Regions from separate parts of the Mus musculus genome. Here region 1 is linked to region 2. The links are chromatin contacts, called in public promoter capture Hi-C maps. All regions are on one chromosome and are shown on one strand. The core of a region is the stretch at or near the end of the contact, and the rest is flanking DNA. Distances in the headings are between cores, read along the strand shown. Region 1 holds the start of Kctd9 (potassium channel tetramerisation domain containing 9). Region 2 holds the start of Wdfy2 (WD repeat and FYVE domain containing 2).

Region 1 (4,283 bases), core at 1,621-4,120, 4.9 Mb before region 2:
CCCCTGAGTCCTCTCCAGAATCCCAAAGGTTTTTAAAAACTAAGGCGAAGGAAAAAAAAAAAATCCAAGACCTTTGCCTGCATGTACAGGAAAAGACTTTTCATGTCTTGGTCATGGCCTGTCATGACGAGGATGACCTCAGCAGACCACGGGCTAATAGTTCAAAGAACAATATACCCGAAGGAAGAAGCTGATTATAGCAGTTATTAAGCAAAGACTTTTCTTAAAACATGCCATTCGTTGGCTTGTGAGATCCTTTTATTTTTTAACTTTACTGCTGATGCTAGGAAAAGCAGCAGCTTTGCCGCTTTCTCAGGGTTTACTGTGCTTGCATAATTAATACCGGCTTCAATCTGCAGTTTCTTTGAGGTTTTAAAGTCACTTAGCACTTAGTTGATGGCTAATTTAATTAAGACTCCCTGATGTAAACTTCTATACTTACAGGCTTCTTCTATACATTGTATGTCAACGAGAACCAACTGCTAAGTAAGCTGTTGGCTATCGACCTATTTACATCTGGAGACCTCTGTTGTGGAAGAAAACAAGACCAGCTTGACAAGTTCAGTAACTAGAGGCTCCCATGCTTTTCCAGATTAGAAAAGCCAAGTTGTTGTTGTTTTTTAAAATTATTTTGTTTTCAAATTAAAAAAAAAACCAACAACACACACACTCCTCCATAAAGCCCCAAGGGTCATCTTACACCTTCCACGGTATTCTCATTTCATTTAGAAAATATCAGCTCTTTCATCAACATTAAAAGCACGAATCAGTTACACAAATCAAAAGTGCATGTTGGTAACTTGATGTATGGTGATGAAATCTGTGCCTTTCTATATCACAGCCCATAGCCCAAAGGCCACAAAGCCAAGCATTCAAAAAACTTATTCTCCTGACTAGGGCATTAAAAATAGACACCAGGTAAGTAAAGAGACAAGCTAAATGATATATTCTACTTTAGAGACAGGAAACCAAACTATCTCAGAGTAGCACTGCATTTGGGAATATTTTAACGAGCGTCCATGTCATGTTTATGCCAGTCCTGATTAGATATAGGGACTATGCATACACTACATATCCACATACATAAATGCAGGTGGTATGTATTGTGATCTTTTCAAATAAAAGTCATTTTAGTATTATTTCCACCTTCTGAAAGGAGAGGAAACAGCCTTGCAACATGTTCTCTAGCTTAGGACATGGTGGGACATAGTTTTTTTAAAAATATTAAATGTTAATATTCTTCGGCTCAGTCCTATGATCATTGTAATGCATATGTGCCCATACTCATTTGAGAAGTACTTTCCCCAATCTTCGGAGATTCTCAACATTTTTTTACTAAGTAAATAAAATTAACCTGGAAACTCACAGACAAAACCAAAGTTTTTAAAAATTTAAATAATATACCCAGAGCAAGCCACTCAGTTTTACAGTGACAATAGCATACAGTGAACTCAGAAGAGATTTAGAGCAGAGCTGAGCACTTATGAGGAACTCTGATCACTTCGACTTCAGGGAGTCACACAAGAGTCGACACTGGTGAAAAGTGCTTATCAATACGACTGTTAACACTGGGCACACTAAATCTCTCAATAAAAACCGACACAGTCTACTAGCCAACTACAGCGTGGCCCAGGAACAGCTGATGATCAGAAGTGACAGCCTTTTTAGCCTGTATTTCTGAAGCACTGGCTGAGCTTATGTGGCTACTATTTTTGTGTGAATATCCAATCTTTAAGAAAATAAAATCGCAGAGCACAAACCCCACTGTGGATCAGATTTCCAGAATCTGTTTATTCAAAACTGCAGAGTGGTTGAAGGACATCGCTCCCCTACCCCTCATCACCCCCTTCCCCCGCACCACTTTAATGCCCTTGAATAGTTAGTTCTGCTATGTATACGCGGGGCAATCAGAGTATTCTGGTCAATTACAGAGTGGAGCCAATGTACCTTGAACTGAAACTTTAAAAGGGTTCATTACTTTTGAGACTTTAATCAGGCTTAGGTATGTGTGGGGCAGTCATTTAACCACACATTACTAGTCCGCCAGAAACAGCCAACATTTTCCAAAGAATAACTTTCAAGGGTGGGGCAAGAGGCAGCTGCAACATCGGAAAAATATTTAGCACCACGCCCTCCACAGAGGCCTAAATGCAGCTAAGGCTACTGTCAAATCAAGTCATTCCGAAGGTCTGCTGTCACTGTCCTCTAAGGAATCAAAAACAAGGCGGCACAGTAAAACATGTATAAAAGTTTGCACGGTGGCGGGGCAAGGGGCCCGGGGCACCTTGAGAGAGAAGGAAAGTGGTTCAGACCAGGTCCACATTCTGAGGATGTCACTCGACTGTCCCCTGGAGTTTTCTTCTCCCGACCTGGCCAGGGTCACCCGCCTCCATGATCACTGCCTCCTCCCCGGGCAGAGCATTACTCAGCACCGATAAGGACAGGAAGGCGCAGCGGGAAGGTGGGAGGGGACCTCGGCCAGCTGCTCAGGTGACAGTGGCGCCTCGGAGCCCCGCCGGCAGAGCAGCCCCGGGCTGTCGGAGGCTGCGGGGGTCCCCGGGTCGCGCCCCCGCTACCGCTTACCTTGCCGTTGCTCGGGCTGCCGTTCAAGAACAGCGTGACCCGCCGCATCGCGCCGCCCGCGCCGGGTCCTGAGGGAGCCGCCACCCTCGCTCCCGGCCCGCCACCCGCCGCGCTCCGCGCCCGCGAGACCCCTCCCGCCTCCCACCCGGACTCTCCGCCCTTCGCCACCTTCCTGGTCGGCCCCACACTCCTCACGCACGCACCCTCAGTCCCACACCCCGGGGTTGGCCGATCCTCCTTCCCACCCCGCCCCTAGGCTCCTCAGCCTGCTAGCGGCCCTTCCCCCCAACCGCGCCCAGACCGACGCTGAGCTGCGCCAATCAACACGCTGTACCGGCCAGTATTTAGCCAATCAGAGTCCGGCTGGGGGGTGGGCTCAGAGTAACACTAGACGGCGGTGGAAGGAAAGAGAGGCTGAGGGCTGGTTGACGGAATGGAGTATCAGCGAATCAGAGAAGAACCTACTGGGCAAAGGGCCGCTCTAAGCGTTACTGAGCAGGCGCACGTTGGAGTGTAGGAGTGCTCATTTGCATAAAGAGACTGGGTCTAAGGAAGAGGCGGGACGCCGAAGTCCCATAGACCAATCAGCTCCTCGCTAGGCTTTTGCCCCTTCTACTGTACCCACCCACCGAGGTAACGGTTGGTATCGGGATTGGCTAATAGGGTAAACTAGCCATCCGGCGGTTCTGTCTCGATTGGTCTAGTGATTCATTTTCGAAGTTTCCAGCAGCCAATCCAAGGTTTGGGGTGGCATTTGAAGTGTTGCTCCGCGGAACTCACTGGTAGACCCCAGGACACCTTTTTGCTGCAGCTCTGTCTCGCCAGGGTCATTTAGGGCTGGCCGTGTTTTTTCCGGGATCCACGGAGGTCTCCCTGCGCCGTTCGAAAGCACGAGGGTGAGGCCCGGAGGGAGCGGTACCCACGTCACACGTGGTCCACGGCTCGTGGGTATCCCTCCGCGGGGGCGTGGCCGCGGTTTGAATTTGCTGGCGGGCAAGTGAAGCTTGACCGCTTCGGCCGGACGTGGTGTGTCTGGTGTGCAGCGGCCGGCAGGAGGCCAGCCCGGCTCCCTTCCCCGGCCTCTGGTGCTCTCTGAAACGGAGCCTCCGCGACGCTTGTCGTAGTCGTCCGAGGGAACGCGCAGGGTCCTGGGCGGGAGAGGTAGGCCTGCTATCCGGCCGGGGTTCAGGGATGCAAAGCCCTGATAAATCAGTTCGGTCCGCTTTGTTTAGTCAATAGTACCTCCCGCCGTTTCTTTAATCAGAACGCCCCAGCCTGTGGTCCCCTGGTATTGATTGCCTTAGAGTTCTGTCACATTGTTTTTGGCTTATAGTGAGGTTATTTTTCACATTTTTTTCTCTAACTTCCTCATCTTTTAGATGGATGCGAGTTCACACGACAAGCCTCTCTCTGAATCCAAGGAGTGTGTCCTTAATAATTCTGGTATGTGGTGACCTGTTGCCCTCGTTAGATGGAAGATTTGAGTGTTTTGATGTATTAACACCCCCAATGTGCTGTCCGTTTTCAGAAAATGACGTTTTTAGATTGGGAACTGAACCGTTTGTGACTCCTCAGAAGCATGTAGCAGATGCGACTCCTAATCTTTGCACCCCTGATACCTTTAAGTCACCTTTGGACTTCACCACAGTAACCGTAGAGCAGTTGGGAATTACACCTGAAAGCTTTGTTAAGACCTCTTC
Region 2 (4,462 bases), core at 1,034-3,533:
CAGCGCACTATTTGTAGCTGACCCTCATGGTTCAGTAACGAACTGGCAAAGCAGCTAATGGTAATGGTTTTGCAAGTGTTGATGAAAATCAATACTCCATCTTCCTATCTTTAGCATTATATCAAGCGGCACTAACATTGCCTTTGAAAAGTAAGAACACAGATCAATTCTTTCTTTTAGGGCAAGCCATATCTAAAACTGCCTTAAAACAGCTACATTCATGGTTGATTGACCCGAAGAAGCAGAGACTTGTCAACCTGAGTAACAAAATTTACAGAGACAAGGACCCAGCATTACTGCAGGGGCCCGATTCCCGGTAACTCCACAGTAAGACAAATTCTGTTATGTACACTGCAAACCAGGGAAGTGAGAGATCATTAGGCACTGCACTTCCTTTGTGCGACGATGAACCGAGACGTGCTCTTCACTTTTCTGCACATATACTTTAGCTTCTCTAGACATGGAACATTACCTCCACTAAAGTTGTTTCCTTCAAGGAAAATACATTGAAATGGGAATCAGACGTTTCTAAACTAATAGCATGGAGCTGAGGTCTGGACAACCTTTCTCCTCCTCCTCCGATTGAGTTTAATGAACTAAAGAATTGCTTACAAATCGGGAATCAATCTCATCTCTAGTAATGGAAAGGGGAAGTTATCAACATATTCCTTCAATATATTTTATAGAAAATATTCCAGAAAGATAATCCTTTGATGACAAATTTTAAGCCCAGAAACAGTCTAATGCAGTCTAAGCATGTTGCACCAAAGGAAAAAATTAAACACTGTCATAAGACTTCTTTATGAATCTCTAACGGCTCCCACATCCACGTCACTCAGTTTCTTCAGTTCTTCCTGGACTGACTGCCATTAGCATATGTTCGCAATGTTTCCCCACAGATCTGCATAGGAAATGAAGTAGGCGCCATGCATATCAAGAATGATGCAGAGGTCGATATGCAATATACACATGCAATACACTCTTCCTTTATATTCAAGAACCTAAGAAACAAATCAAGTAAAAAATGTTTGAATTTACATTAGGTGCTGAAACGATTTTTTTTTAAGTGAGCACTTTTTGCTTTATCTTTGCAATTTTAAGAGTCACAGAATAACTCTACCTCGGCATGATACTAACTTATAATAAGAAAACCTAACTGCCTGTCTGAAGCTAAGAACCCAGACAGTTACATACCTCTGCCACGCTACAACTGATTTTAAAATGCTTGTAGATATTACCCAAATAGTAATTTCAGATATCTTACCCTATCCCCTATATTCAAGCGGCATTCCTCTGGAAATCAAAAACACAGCGCAAAAGGGGAATCCTGAAGGCAGAACCAGAGCTACTTCTGCTAATTAAGCAATCTTGGAAAGGAAGTAGGCAAAGGGAAGGAACTCAAGCAGTTGTCTGCAAAAGTGATCCCTTGCAACTTCCAGTCACTTCCCCTTGAGCTCCAAGACATAAACTTTTAGGAAAGGAAGGCGCCACACGCAGAAGCCCAAAGTTACTCTCTTCACAATTTAATAAGTCCTTGGGTTCGGTGAAAGATGTCCTGGAGATACACAGATTCGGTGAACCGTATAGAAGAAAGAAAATACGTTCCCTTTCTCGTTTGGGTAACCAAACAATGGACCAACTAGCAGCGCCTCCAAATCATCCCGGTGCATGGAGGGTCCTTTAAGCTAAAACACCTGCAAAGCTGGGCGGCTTCTCCCTCTGCCCTTCCCATCCCCAAAACTGGACCAGGTCTGGTGTCTCCTGCACTGTTAACCCAAGGGCCACTCGGACTCCGCCAGGGACCAGTTGCTGAGGCCAAGGCCACCGCGCTGGGAACTGAACCAGTAGGTGCGGTCTACCCTCCCACCAAGCCAGGGCCGGACCTCCGCGCGGCACGGGGACAAGCAGTCAGTACCTGTCCTCCGAGACGCTGATGACACCCTCTTCTTTAGGTACAATCACCGCCATGTTGACCACCTCCTGCGACCCCTCGACCCGCTGCAGCAGGATCGGCTTGCGGGTCAGTGGCTGGGGCTGGATCTCCGCCGCCATCGGAGGGGGCGCGCCCGGGGAGCAGCCGAACGCGCCGGGGGACTTGGCTGAAGAGAACGCTCAGGCTTGCGCTCAGGATCGGGCTGCGAAGCGGAGCGGGCCTTTGGGAGCCAGCGACCATAGCCCTGCCGCCTGTCCAGGGAATGTGCCCGCTCTGGCTTCCAAAACCAACACCGCCGCCACACTAGCCGCAAGCCGGCGCCACCTAAGAGAGTAGGGGGCGGGGAGCAGGGGGCGGGGCGGGGCGGGGCCCTGTCGCAAGGCGGCCAACCCACTTCCGGAGGATGGGCACTAGCAGCCAATGCGCGTGCGTCAGTCCAGGAGCCACTTCCGCCCCGCCGCCCGTAAGTAACCGAGGCCCGCAGTGCTGTCAGGACGCATGCGCCCCGCAGTCCTTTACTTTCCCTTCCACACCCAAAGCTTTGTCCCCTCCCTCATAAAAAAAAAAATCTGTGAATGCGCGTGCCCAGAGCCCCACCCTCTCCAGACTCTGGGGGCGGGGAAAAGCCTACGTCAGCCGCACCGGAAAAGCGCCTGCAGGAAGGATAGAGGCTAAACTAGTTGGGACGTGAGTGTGCATGCGCGCAGATGACTCACCGCTAAGTTTTAACAATAACACACCGGAGAGGGCGCTGTGCTGTCGGCCGTAGAGAAACGGCTCTTGCCAGCACCGCGTGGACTCTTGGGGGTTGTAGTTTCCTCCATCCTCGACGTCCTTGTTCTAGAAAGCAGTAACGCCCACTTCTCAGCCCAGGAGAGATGTGGGCAAACGAAACTCTGCGCCTTCTGTGGGTTATTGCCCAAGTCAGAGGCAGAAATAGTGTAGTATCTAAGAGGGAGAACTAAAGAGCAAGCCCTGCTGAGCAAGACTTCTCTCGGGGTCACACTGCCACCGGTTTTAGTGAGATATGAGGGTAGAGGAAGAAGAGACTCTCATACAAGCTTCTTTGAGGGAGTTTAGAGATCATGGTATCAATCTTCTCTTTGTATTATGAATAAAGGACTCACACTTGAACCTAAGTCTTTTTGTCCAGTCTTGTTTCCAATCCCTAGCAATTGAACATTTTTGCTTTTCCAGTGACAACGGACAGTTAATAAATACAATCACAATATAATATAGAATGACTGTAATAAGGAGAATAAAATGTTGACTGGGCTATGGGGAAATTGGAACTCCTTTACAATTCAGGTGGGGATGTAAAACAGTCTCTTTTGGGGGGGGGGGAATGTAGTATTGCTTCAAAGGATAAACATTGCTACTGTCAGGTCCAAAAGAAACGGTGGGGTACTAGATATCTGTGATTTCCATTAGCATAGCAAAGCAAGGCGAACCTTGAAAGCAAAATGCTAAATGAAAGGAACTAATCATAGAGGACCGTTTATTTTATGATTCCACTTACGTGAAATAATCAGACTAGTGTTTGTACAGAATTGAGAGAGAAAGGAATAAAGCAGTCAGAAGGCTGTCTTCCGTTCATGTATGTCTGTTCGCCAGGTGTGTGCCTGGATCCCTGGAACTGGAGTTATGGAAAGTTGTGAGCTCTAAGTGGGTGCTGTGAGTCAAATGTAGTTCTGGAAGAGTGTCCAGTTCTCTTAACTGCTAAGTCATCTCTACAGGCCCAAGAGAACTATTTTTTCTTTATTTTATAGTGTGTTTGTGTTTGTGTGTGTGTGTGTGTGTGTGTGTGTGTGTGTGTGTGTGTGTGCCTGAGTGCCAATATGTGTACCGCATGTGTGCGGGAGCCCAGCAAGGTCAGAAGAAGTGGACCCCCTGAAACTGTATTTACAACCTATTGTGAGCTACAATATGGGTGCTTGGATTTAAACCCAGGTCCTCTAACAAGTAATCTTAGTTGCTAAACCATCTTTTATAACCTACTACCAAGGCTATTTTTTTTTAAATAAACGTCTTTTTCTTTTAAAGATTTATTTACTTATTATATGTAAGTACACTGTAGCTATCTTCAGACAGACCAGAAGAGGGCATCCGATCTCACCACAGATAATTGTGAGCCACCATGTGGTTTCTGGGATTTGAACTCAGGACCTTCAGAAGAGCAGTCAGTGCTCTTAACCGCTGAGCCATCTCTCCAGCCCCCAAGGCTATTTTTAATAACTGGATTAAAATGACTTCTTTTAGATCAACTTCTCAGTCTTTGATGGCCAATTATGAAAGGGTGTCTGTCAGACAAAGAAAGCCAGGGTCACAGGAGACTCCACAAACCATTTTAGTAACAAACAGTATGTATTTTTTTTCTGGCACATTCCACAAGCAAAACTGGTAATAAAAGACTGGGTGGGCCGGGCAGTGGTGGCACACACCTTTGATCCCAGCACTTGGGAGGCAGAGGCAGGCGGATTTCTGAGTTCAAGACCAGCCTGGTCTACAGAGTGAGTTCCAGGACAGGGC

What was found. Promoter capture Hi-C pulls out the DNA fragments that hold promoters and counts their contacts.
Region 1: a promoter capture Hi-C map of pre-B cells shows a contact between it and region 2. The contact joins the promoter of Kctd9 here to the promoter of Wdfy2 in region 2. A contact is called at or near these places in 1 of 39 promoter capture datasets (pre-B cells) and 1 of 484 Hi-C or Micro-C datasets (CD4 T cells).

The regions. Positions count from the first base shown.
Region 1 is chr14:67,714,685-67,718,967 of GRCm38.p6, reverse strand. It overlaps Kctd9 (potassium channel tetramerisation domain containing 9), which reads right to left and starts at 2,870. Exons shown (of 12, transcript NM_001111028.1): 1 at 2,584-2,870. The coding sequence starts at 2,631. Cdca2 (cell division cycle associated 2) reads left to right here and starts at 3,358. Exons shown (of 15, transcript NM_001110162.1): 1 at 3,358-3,744; 2 at 3,963-4,026; 3 at 4,112-4,283. The coding sequence starts at 3,963.
Region 2 is chr14:62,835,511-62,839,972 of GRCm38.p6, reverse strand. It overlaps Wdfy2 (WD repeat and FYVE domain containing 2), which reads right to left and starts at 2,283. Exons shown (of 12, transcript NM_175546.4): 1 at 1,916-2,283. The coding sequence starts at 2,052. It overlaps Gm26536 (predicted gene, 26536), which reads left to right and starts at 1,442. Exons shown (of 2, transcript NR_168886.1): 1 at 1,442-1,848; 2 at 1,953-3,072. It overlaps Mir8098 (microRNA 8098), which reads right to left and starts at 2,252; the gene lies at 2,116-2,252.